Regions from separate parts of the Mus musculus genome. Here regions 1 and 2 are each linked to region 3. Evidence: chromatin contacts called from public promoter capture Hi-C data. All regions are on one chromosome and are shown on one strand. The core of a region is the stretch at or near the end of the contact, and the rest is flanking DNA. Distances in the headings are between cores, read along the strand shown.

The links. Promoter capture Hi-C pulls out the DNA fragments that hold promoters and counts their contacts. Capture Hi-C pulls out chosen DNA fragments and counts their contacts.
Region 1: a promoter capture Hi-C map of adipose tissue shows a contact between it and region 3. The contact joins the promoter of Cpq here to the promoter of Laptm4b in region 3. A contact is called at or near these places in 1 of 39 promoter capture datasets (embryonic stem cells) and 1 of 9 other capture datasets (adipose tissue).
Region 2: a promoter capture Hi-C map of cranial neural crest shows a contact between it and region 3. The contact joins the enhancer-like site here to the promoter of Laptm4b in region 3. A contact is called at or near these places in 6 of 39 promoter capture datasets (the 3T3-L1 cell line, the C10 cell line, cranial neural crest and 2 more).

Annotation. Positions count from the first base shown.
Region 1 is chr15:33,081,874-33,085,868 of GRCm38.p6, reverse strand. It overlaps Cpq (carboxypeptidase Q), which reads right to left and starts at 2,740. Exons shown (of 8, transcript NM_176073.4): 1 at 2,547-2,740.
Region 2 is chr15:32,941,788-32,945,904 of GRCm38.p6, reverse strand. All of the region lies in intron 1 of Sdc2 (syndecan 2), which reads right to left. Among named protein-coding and RNA genes, the nearest start is that of Sdc2, 23 kb to the right of the region's middle. Within about 2 kb of position 1,999, at least 42 of the 459 cell types and tissues checked have an H3K27ac peak or open chromatin away from gene starts, as enhancers often do.
Region 3 is chr15:34,235,936-34,239,921 of GRCm38.p6, reverse strand. Laptm4b (lysosomal-associated protein transmembrane 4B) reads right to left here and starts at 1,896. Exons shown (of 7, transcript NM_033521.3): 1 at 1,500-1,896. The coding sequence starts at 1,598.

The DNA.
Region 1 (3,995 bases), core at 1,491-3,990, 1.2 Mb after region 3:
AAGTTCCTGCTTTAATTTTTTTCCATAATATTGTGAGCAATAGGAAAGTCTATTCCATCTCACCAGCCTCAGGACAAAAAGCTCCAGCCTCCTGAGATAAATAAAATTGGCAAGGACTCTCGGCTTTCTAGGCACCAACCATTGGTTTCTGCCTTCCCTGAGACTAAACCTGGCAGGCAAAAGAAAACAAAATAATTTCCACTTATTTTATAGGCTACCTTTTTTGCTCTCATCAATTAATTATAAGGGTCCTGGAAGTCCATTTTACATTCCCAGTGTTCCCCATTAGGAGGATGTCAAGCAGCCTCTTACCAAAGACACAAAGTTAGGACACACACATACAAAAAAACAATGCTTAGATCTCATGGTGCAGTGCCCTTAAATGCTGGTCACTGAACCCTCAATGTCACCTACTTTAAATTCCCTAAATAAGTAAAAGGATGAGGATTTGTGAGCATTTAGGTTGAAAGTGTCAAATCATAGTGGAATTAAAACATTCTTATTTAGGTTTTTTGTTGTTTTTGTTGTTTGTTTGAGAGTATCTCACTTGGATGCTCAGACTGTCCTTGAACTTATAACAATTCTCATTACAGTTATAACTGTGAGTCACCATACCTGGCTGACAATTTGTGTGTGTGTTAACTATGTAGAAATCAGAGGACAATTTGCAGTGTGTGTGTCTGGTCCTGGGATTAAACTTAGTTCCCTCGAGTTGGAAGCATGTGCCTTTACCAACTGGCCATTTTGATGATGCTGGCTAATAATTTTTAAAATAATAAAATAACTAAATCCACCTTAGTAATCCTACTCCCTGGCTCCCATTCACAGTTCACTGGATATGGTAACAATATCCAAATTTTGTACATGTTCGAAAACACAAGGAAACCAGTCTTCCATACCACACAGACTTTCACAGCAGACATTGCCTGATCCCATCTGCTTATGTTCTGAGTCTTGGCTTCCTATTTTTCAAGTACTATTTCTGATAGTTAGGACAAAAGGAGTTTCAAGTTTGCCTTGCTCTTAAGTTTACGGTGAGGATTAGTAGGGTAATATAAGTAAGAAGTTTAAATGAACAATAAAAGTGTGTGGTCAGAGCACCATGAATATCAACTTGTACATTTCATAGTTGAATGACACATGAACCCACAACTGGCTATTTGGGAAAACAACCTGAGAAAGTCAGTCTTTTTCACTAAACAAAACATTTACTCTACCAGATAGACTTGAAATAGGTAGGTAAAAATATGCACCGGCACATGTCTGTGACCCCAGCACTAGCAGGGTGGAGACAAGAGGATTCCTGGAGCTCACTGGCCAACTGATCTAGCAGATTCACTGGACCCCCAGGTCCACTGAGATGTGCTGTCTCCAAAATTTAAAGAATAAAACCTTTGAGGAAGATACCTGTGTTAACCACAGGTCCATACACACATGTACATACACACACACATAATGAAGTTAAAATCTAAAGAGATCAAGTGACAATTCAAAGTCATTGATTTTGGTTTTATGGGGGGGGGGGGTTGTGGAACTTGGGGTCTAGGAAGCAAAACTACAGCAGTGATCAACTGTATTAAAGCACTCTTTATGTGTCATGCACACAAATTACTTTCCTCACTGTGACATATTTTGTTTTCTTCATTCACCTGCAACTAAACCAACCCTTGTCTAAGGAAAATAGACATTGTCCAGTCTTAGATTCATGAGAAGTGTCTGGATTTAAATACAAGTCAGCGACATGGTTCTGCTTTGAGATGTACCTTTGTACCTTGTAAATACATTATATATTTTGGTAACAACGCTGGCTCAAACCAAAAGTGGGGAGAATAAAGCACAAGCAAGCAAGAGTTCAGGTTATTTTGTTTTAGGCAAAATATATTTAATCCAACCAATGGAGATAATAAGGTGCAGGAGTCTAGTAACTAACAACTACAAAGAATCAAACTCCTCTTGATTAACCACAGAGATTGCAAAACACTTAACTCTGAGAAAACAGAGGCGAAAGCCTGTGTGTCTGATGTCTCCATTTCATATTCACTGTGCCATTCATATATTTTGCTCATTCTGCTGCATTTCCTACGCATTTGTCCACTTCATTCATTCAGTTCTACTTCACAGTCAATTATTGGATATTGAGTACGACTATGTATGACAAGTCAGACGCTGACAACTCGAAAATGGGGCCTTTCATATCAGAAATGAAAGAACAGAACTAGGTAGAAAGTGAAAGAAACCACCAAAGCTCTCCCACCCCGTCCTGGTAAAGCCTCTTGCAAGTCAGTTGACTAGGGAAAATTCCAGATAGGGCCTTGAAGGAAGCTCCTAGGCAGTCCAGGGACGGTGCAAGAGACCTTGAAGAAGAGACAGGCACCAGCAATTTTGGTCTCTGCCTCTGGGTTTCAGTGTAACTGCAGGCAGTCTCGTCCTATGCAAGGGCACTCCAGCCCGATCAGGAAGCTCTCTGGCAGCCAGGCCGGCTGACCTCAGCCCACCCTCCCGCCTCTGGGGAGCAGCTGGTCACCCACAGCCTGGGGGGCACTCACCTGATCACGAGGCTCTGCGGAGCAGCAGCGGCCACAACACCCGGTGAGGCCTGCAGACCACAGGCACGTTCGGGGGCGGGACCAGGAAGGTCCTCAGAGCGCACTGGAGCCACAGGGCGGGCCTCCAGAGGCCTCAGGAACAGCCCGGAGCCCCAGTAGTCTGCAGGCCTGGCTTCTTTGTGTGCCAGGACAGCTGTGGAGCCCTCCCTGGCCGGTGGGCGGAGACAAAGGTGCAACCGTCAGCCAGGCCCGAGGCCTGGGCTTTAACTGAGACTGTGGCTGGCTGGACCCGACCCTGAAAGGTCTCCTTGAGCCTGACTTAAGGCAAGTAGGGTCCCCAAGGCCTGGCTTCAAGAGACTTTGTTGGAACCGTCAAACTCCTTCCCAACAAAAGCAACTCAACAGTTATTTTGTTCATGTTATCAATCACCCAGTAGCTAGGGAGGATGGATATGCGGGAAGATGGCCCAGGACTTTGAGGCTTAGCAAGGGCTACAGAATAAATGAGACCCTGTCTCAAAAACAAAATGAAGCACCAGGTTATTTTCTCCCTTCCTTAATAGTTGAAAGACTGTAAGAAAGGAGGTGATCATGAAGGCAGGGGTCATGATCTAAAACTAGGAGATCAGAAAGTCATTTTCAGTCTAGGCATTGTATCAGGGAAAGAGCAATGCTATACTACTCTTGTAGTACATGTGCGCATATTTTTGGCCCATTTATCTATCTGTCTATCTATCTATCTATCTATCTATCTATTCATTCATTCACTTTACATCCTGATCACAGTAGCCCCTCTGCTTTCAGCTCCCCCTTCCCACAGCCCCTGTTTTATCCTCTGCCCCCTTCTCCTCTGAGAAAAGGAAGGACCCCCTTGTGAACCAGTATACCCTGACACATCAAGTCACTGCATGACTTCAGTAGTTTGGGGACCTGCATAAAGTCCAAACTGCAACATGTGCACATGTTTTTAATGTTTTATGTTTTGATAAGTCCAAATTTCTTTACTTAGCCAGACTCTTATCAAAGTTATCTTTGTAAAATACTTTCCAGTTCCTGTCTCTCCTCTTAAAACACACACACACACACAGACATACACACACACAAAACCAAGGAAAAACTTAGGCATGCTGATCCATGTATGTGTTATCTCAAAACACAGAAAATAGAGGCAGGGATATTTTGAGTTTCAGGCTAACCTGGGCTACATAGGTAGATGCTAAGAAAAAGAAAACTCACATACTTAAAAAACAGGAAAGAAAAAATTAAGCATATACAAAGAAAATCATTTTGAGTCCTTTCACCTATGTACAATATAACAATCCCTCTAAACTTTGACTAGTCGCGTTGCCTTTCACAAAATATCACTTCTGTGAGGTATTCAAGGGTCTTTTCAACATGGTCCTAGCTGGCCTTTCCACAAATGGTCCCTGGGGAGTCATATCTAGTCCC
Region 2 (4,117 bases), core at 750-3,249, 1.3 Mb after region 3:
CACAACTCAAGACAGCCATCTTCTCTGACAAAGCCTTTTCTAACAAAGCCTTTTGTTTACCTGGACAGCTGTAGGCTCAGCAACACACTGTCATTCTCAAACACCTAATTCTCCCAGAGTGCAGCGCTGGGCCTCATACCGCTGGAGTTGAACAAAGGAATCCATTTCATTAAAGAAGGCTCATTCTCCATGAAGCTTTCTTAGCTTCTACTTTCCTTCCCAGTATCTGCTCTGCCTTTAAATATCATACACAGAATTGACTGCAGTGGTCTATCCACTAGTCATTTACACACTGGCAAAATGCTGCTTGAAAGAAATATATCCCAACAAGCTGGACACAGTGATTGCCATATAATTCCCCGATGCACTTTTTAAAAAAGTGTTTTATATATGTGTGTATTTTGTCTGCATATATATCTACGTACTACAGGCATGCCTAGTGTCCACGGAGGACAGCAGAGGGCACTGGATCTTCTGAAACTAGAGATTGAGTGGCCAGTTGTGAGTAGCTATGTGGATGCTGGGAACCTGAATCCTTTGGAAGAATAGCTGATGTTACTATTGAGCCATGTTTCCAGGCCCTGTGCTTTTCTTATGTTCCAAAAATATGTTTTTGTTATTTTAACTATATATGGGAATGCGCACATGTGTGCAGATGCCCTTGGAGGCAGGAGACATTAAATCTCTGGGTGCTAGAGTTACAGGAGATTGTGAGTCCAGAAATGTAGCTGCTGGGAACTGAACTCAGGTCTTCTGCAAGAGCAGTATGTATTCTTAACCATGTCTCCAGCTTCCATAATGCTTTCTCCAGTGTTTCTTCTCTAAGGTCAGTTTTCAAAAGCATGAATGATTATCTCAAGGTAAAGATAACAACTTCAGACATGTGGTACTTCAGCTCTAACTGGGGAATGGGAAAACATGATTTTTCTCTGTGGTAGTTGAATTAAAATGGACTCCATAGGCTCATATATTTGAATGCTTGGTCCCCAGTGAGTGAAACTATTTGGGAAGGACTGGGAATGTGTCCTTGTTGAAGGAGGAGTGCCATGGGGGCTGGGCTTTGAGATTTCAATAGCTTGTGTTATTCCCAATTTGCACACTCTCTTTGCCTCAAGCATGTGGGAAAAAAAATGTTAAGTTCTCAGCTACTATCCTGTGCCATGTGTTCCTGCCTGTTCCTATGCTCCCCACTATGATGGTCACAGACTCATCCTCTGAAACTTTAAGTGCCCATTAAATGCGTTCTTCTCTAAGTTGCCATGGTCATACTATACTGTCTCTCTTCATAGCAGTGGAAAAATGACTAAGCTGGTAACTTAACTTCTCTGAGCCTCTGTCCTCCTCAGCTGCTCAAGCCCTCCTGGTCCAGTCCTTTCCCCCAATGTCCGCCACCAGGTCTGCAAAGACAAATACTATTTGCCAGGTCTTCTTCAGCTTTGGCTCAAGGCTACTTCAAATTCAGTCTCCCAAAGAGCCACCTTCTTTTATCCTCTACATTTTCTGGGCTTTAGTCCTTGGTTGTCCCTGGAAGAGTCTTTTGTTTTAAAAAAAAAAAAAAAAACAAAAAAAAAAAAACAAAAAAAAAAACAGCCCTGAAGTTCCCAGGGGCTGAGGGTTAATGCAGGTCTCTTAGAGCCGGATGTGCATAATCAGACTCAGACAGCAGCTGCTGAGCTGGAGCTAATCCTTAGAGGACTGCTCAGCCCTCCTTGTTCTCTGGAAGTGAGATTGCCTGTCACCAGGCCTGCTCCAGCTGCTGGCCTGTATGTTTTCAGGACACTGCAAACAACATCCTCTGTGAACTCCACTCTCAAAATGCCAACAGATTTCTGTTTTGCTTTATCAAGCTGCCTCTCCAGATTCAAGGACTTCAAACAGAAGTCTGGTTGGGGTCCATACACTAAATATCATATATAAATGATGTGGGGGTGGGAAAGGTACCTAGAGAGCCGTGGATGTGAACGTCTGTTAACAGACCTCTTACTGTGCCTGTGTTCACATGGACAGGCAGTATTCTACACAACATTAAAGGTGAGTGAAGCATCCAAAGTCACCACTAAATATATAGCTCAGACACTACTTCCTAACCCCAATGGAATGTCCCCCTGACACTGTAATGCCTCTCCAATCCAATCCCATGGTACGCAAGAATAAAAATGATTTGGTTTTGTTCTCTTGGAAATATAACTAACAACTTAGCTTTAGCGAAAATGTTTTCTTCTTGTAGGTTTGGGAGAAGGATTTGCAGGATGCATTTTAAAAATAAGGTCATCATTACAAAGTTTTCTTGGCTGGATTCTTAGATCAACTATAATTAGCACAACTCACCGTGTGCCAGGAAGTCTCTCGAGAAAATAAAAGTTTGCTTGAGAACCAGTCAGTTCTAGGTAACAACTATGTACTAAATTTGTCAAATTAGGGGCCAGCATAACTCATGAGAGACTACGTGTTTGTTCGTATAGTTAATATTATATTACTGCTTCTAGCATACAAACAATTCAAACTCCATTATGATTTTAAAATATTTTTCCATGTTAAGCATAAATTTAGACAATTTGGTGACCGAGACTCCTGAAGCAAAAGTGTTATCTTTAATGATTCAATGGAATTAGATTCTTATTTAGTTGTAAATATTTGAAGAGTTCCCAGATCTCTATACAAATTACATTTTAAGTATTTATTTTTATTACGTTTTCTTTATATGCATGCACCTGTGTGAATGTGTGCTACCCGTGCATAGGTTCTAGAGTGGGAATTACAGGTAGCTGTGAGAGCTGTTGTGAGTGTGGAGAGCCAAGCTCAGAGAAGACATGCACACTCTTAATGGCTGAGCCACCTCTTCATCTGAAGCTTCAGCCCTTTTCAATTGCACATTCTTTGTTAGACGTTCACACTAATGAATACATAGAATTTTGAAATCTTTTGAGAAGCGCCTTGAGACTTAAGAATCCATATTAAATAAATTCCAGTCATAAATTATATTTTAGAATTTGAAGACTTCATTAAAGACAGTGAGGAGGGAAAAATAGATTTGCAAATCTACTAGACAGTTATCTGGAGAATGGGAAAAGTTGCTCTTATCACACAGAAATCATAAGCACCAAGCTGCTTCTGTTTCTGCTTCTGCTTCCGCTTCCGCTTCCGCTTCCGCTTCCTCTTCCGCTTCTGCAGCCTGGTTCCCAACAGAGTTCTGCCACTGTGCTTGGCCCCACAGAGCCTGGCAGCTCTCAAAGAAGACAGACACATTGTTGCTTCTGTTCGGTCTCCTCAGAGAGGGCATTTAGGTGGATTTTGTTGGGTATTGCCTGGTTTTGTGTTTTCATGTGGAAAACATTAAAATCAAACAATGAAAATCATTGCAACAAATCAGAACAAGACAGAGTCTGAACACACTCTGACTAAAAACTAGAATGGGTCTCCTCCAAATGGTTCTACTTTAAGACTTTGGGAGACTTCTGTTCAAAAACATTCAGGGAATTAAAGCTAACAACTCAAGAGATGAACCACATTATTTCCAATTATTATTATCATTATATTAATGTACCAGATGCCAACAATTAAAAGCCCATAGTGTTAAATCCTTACAGGCCCAGAATAAAATTCAAACATGTTGTAAGAACATACAGCTATTTTTCCACAACTCTAAGTCAGACAGACTCTTCAACAATGTCCATGAGAGGAATCAGTCAAGAGTCAGAGCAGAGTGCTGGGTTGCTACTACATGTTTTATACTTTGAGAAGAAAGAAGCCAGGACATACTTCAAAGATCACAAATGCAAGCTTTTGTACATCATAAAATAAAATAACCTAGTAAACTGGCACCTTATATAGGTGAGAACATTTTCAGCTGGTCATTTTGTTAAGTCCTTATTTGCTAAGTCCTACTAGTAAAGTAGGTGCAGGTCAAGGACAAGACCCATCATATGAACTACTCCAGAAGACTCCATAATGTCTTCTTTGCCAGAGAGAAAAGAAAAGGAATAAAACTACCAGCAAACCAATCAGTCTCCTACTTACTTTTCAATTTGTTGTTCTTGATTGGTTTAGGTGTTTGTTGTTCTTGCTTGTTTGTTTTTTAAACAGGCCCACTCTGTAGCCCAGGCTGGTCAGGCTGGTA
Region 3 (3,986 bases), core at 647-3,146:
GATAACAGATTTGTATTTAAAACTATAAGGGAACTCAACTAGTGAACAAGAAATTTTCAATAGGAATAGAAAAGATTTCTATATAGATGTGGTGAGTACCTAAGCTTTTCTGGTCTCCTTGGAAGCGTATGCCTCACAAAGGGCAGGCTCTTACAGGAAAGGAAGCCTACGGAGGGGGAAGTCTGCTTTTGACACACCAATACAGCATGGTTGGATGACTGCCAACAAGACTAAAGTAGATTTATATCTCCCGTAGATCATGTAGTACATTTGCCTAATGCAATGCCCTAGATTTTACCAACTGCATCCACTGAAGCCCTTGCAAGCCTGCAGATCTGAACACTTCCAAGGAGGACACAGACATTTGCAGCCCACCTTCTGCCCTGACTGGCCATCGATAAAAGCACTTCCTGAGGCCACTTTCCACACTCCAACTATGGTTTTAAATTCCTGTAAATTCCTTGGCTTTAAGAAAAGTCAGGGCTGAGCCAATACATTAATGTTCAATTTGCATTCACACTGAACAGCCAGAACCCACATATACCAAAGGTCTGTTGGAAAGCTTTTAAGACTAAAAAATTCTATTATGCGGCCATAATGGACCCAACTAAAGAAAACTTGAGACTATAAATAGAACTGTAACATCACGTGGAAGGGGAATGCATTGTTTAAAATGGCACAAGGCAGTTTACAATTCAATACTGAATATCTTTTTAAACTATCAAAGGGAGCTAAGAATATGTTCTAACTAAAAAGTTTTATATGCCACTTAACTACCACTTTCAACTACATTTCGTTGTTCTGCAGCAAGTAGCTCGGATCTCTCTAAAATGATGTCACAAAATCCAAAATATTGAGGAATCCGACTCAGTCCAAGGCTGCCAACCACCAACCAAGGGCAGCCAGCGCCACAGGGCAAGAATCCATCAAGCTAACTCGCTGCCCCAGAGAATCACATGTTTGTTCTTGACACAAATGTGAGCGCCAACCTGAAGGCCATTTTTAAAGAAAACTAAATTTGCCCGCCGTGCCTATTCAGAGGGATCACCTGTCCTCGGGCAGGAACCTGAGTGGTTGTTAAGATGGCTTCTCCAAGCCAACTGGAACACAGGCACACTTGGGTACCTTCCCTGTGTAAGAGCTTTAAACAGGCGTACGCAGGAAAATCCTCTCGAGAGGAACAAGAATTTCCCAACCGTTTCTGCTCGGACGCGAACTCGCGAGGGCGAACGCTGTGTAGCCGTGGTGCGTCCCGGGGGTGAACATGCCCGGCCCGCACCTCGCAGGGCCCGGTGCCCCACCCCCCCCCGCCCGGCCCCACATGCCCCCGCCACTGCAGCCCGGCTCTCCCCGAGAATTAACTTTCTAATAATACAACTTTAGGCGGATGATCGCGGGCGGCCCCCAGACCGACGCCGACCTAGAAGCGACTTAGTGGCGCGGGGTGAGCGGCGCGCGTGGGGACCCCGGGGGCTCCCTCGACGCCAGGGCGCGCTCACCAGGTACCAGACGCCCAGCAGGATGGTGCCGGTGCGGACATGGCAGCACAAACAGCAGCTGTGGGAGTAGAACCGAGTCCAGGGAGCGACCATCTTCATAGCTCCGGCGCTCGTGGAAGTTTGTGAGAGCGTCGCTCGCTTCGTCTTGGGTCCGCTGCTCCTGCCCCTCTCCTTGGCCGCCCCGACCCTCGGACCGCTCGCCCGACCCTTGGCTCTGCACTGTACCGAGAGCTCCGAGTGGCCGCTGCGACGGGACACTGGGCTCGAAGACCGCGGCGACGCTAGGAGGCAGGGGGGAGGAGAAGCCGTGGGTCACGTGGCCTGCCCGGGCTCGTGATGTCACCACCGGCTCCAGCCAGCTGCGGGCGCTGGGAGCGCTGCGCCAAATAAATGCTTCCTTGCTGGACCCTGAGGGAGTCTCCAGAATTTTCCTCCGGAAATGGGGTGCACCTTTGGTTAGGATTCAGATTCATTCCAGCTGTGTTTGCCTCACATCTAGCTTGCAAATAACCGGTGAATGCTGTGCTAGGATTGTAGTTATCTTGCAAACTGGCGGAAGGAAGGAAAACTGCTTAGAATGATTATTCCAGTCAACTGCGGTACTTTGAACCACTGCGGAACCCGCAGAGAGCAATTTATCTCAGCTTCCCAGCTCAATTACTTTAGTAGCAATCTTTTCCCAGAAAATAGAATGTGTGTCAAGGGCATCCTCACTGTGCTTCCGTGGCATTTTTAATAATGACTGAAGTTCTAGTAAAACAAAAACAAAAAAACAATTACTGCCAAAAGATCTATGCAAGTCACAATACACAGCGTTGAAAGAGCCCAGGCAGAGGACTAGGGTCTGGGGGCGGGGGATGTCCCTCCAGCTGCTGTTTTGGATAGGATCCAAGTTTAGCCTTTGATGACCACAGTGCTAGCTAAGAAGCTCTGATAACTTAAATTAAAAGTTCGTGTGAAGCCGGGCATTGGTGGTGGTGCACGCTTTAAATCTCAGCAGTCAGGAGACAGAGGCAGGCCAGCGTCTATAGAGCAAGTTCCAGGACAGCCAGTCTAGTCTATAGAGCAAGTTCCAGGACAGCCATCCTAGTCTATAGAGCAAGTTCCAGGACAGCCATCCTAGTCTGTAGAGCAAGTTCCAGGACAGCCAAAACTGCACAGAGAAACCCTGTTTCAGGAAAGGAAAGAAGGAAGGAAGAAAGGAAGGAAGGAAAGGAAGGAAGGGAAAAAAAGAGACCATGTGAAAGTTTTATTTCAGGATTAGAACAAGAAATAAAATGGGTTCAATTTGGCCGGTCAGTGGTGGCGCATGCCTTTAATCCCAGCACTTGGGATGCAGAGGCAGGTGGATTTCTGAGTTCAAGGCTAGCCTGATCTACAGAGTAAGTTCCAGGACAACTAGAGCTATACAGAGAAGCCCTGTCTTGAAAAACAACAAAAATTTAAAAAAGTTTTAAAATGGGTTCGATTTAAATTAAAGTACATGTCAAATAAGATGAAAGATGGTTCAAGATTGGTTAGTTTCACAAAGACGTGCATCTACCACACTCTAGTTTAAACTTGGCTTCTATTCCCAGAGATACCACGTGTAGGTCCTTGAGCAAAGATACAAGCAGGATAACTGTTGTGGGAGGAATTGGAAAAGCTCGGTATTTGTTTCTTTTCTTCGTAACATTAAAGATAATTTTCTCTCTGGGATTGTCTATTGTTAGTTATGGGCTGGGGCTTTCCTCTCATGTGGAGTGTTATCTCAGGATGCAGGAGGCTCTGAGCTCCATCCTCAGGGTTGCAAAAAGAGTATATAATTATGCCCACAGCCATTAGTGAACAAAACCACAAACATTAGTATTCAGGAAAGGGATAGTAATACAGACTGAGGAATACTGCATTGAAAGACTCTGAAAATTCAAAATTAACATAGATACTGCCCTCTCTCTTCTTTTCCCACAAAGATTTCAAATTTATTAAGCAAATGACACATTGATTCAGATGAATTTTATATTTCAGAAAATTTACTATTCTAGATATGAAGTCACAGTAGCCAAATTGCTATAGATTTTAAAATATAGAATAGACACTAGCTGAAGAAAATGTGCGCAGGTGAAGCTTGGTAGGTAAACCAAACAGCTACAGGATCTTTGGAGTGCAAAAGATTACTGGAATGCAAAAGAGTGTTGCCGGAAAAACAAGAACTGGGCCAGGCATGGGGGCTCACATCGTTGATCCTAGCACTCAGAAGGGCGGAGGCAGAGGCAAGTAGATCTCCGTGAGTTTGATTCCAACCTGGTCTTCATGGTGAGTTCCAGGTCAGACAGAGCTAAGTTTAGAGGCCTTGTCTCCAACCAAACAACAGCAGAGAGAACTGGGCTTCTCCCTGTAACTTGTGTTTGGGGCTTTTTGAAGCAGAGACTCACTGTGTAGTCCTGACTCCCTCTGCTCTGTAGACCAGAGGGACCTCCAGATCTCCTGCCTCTGCCTCCCAAGGGC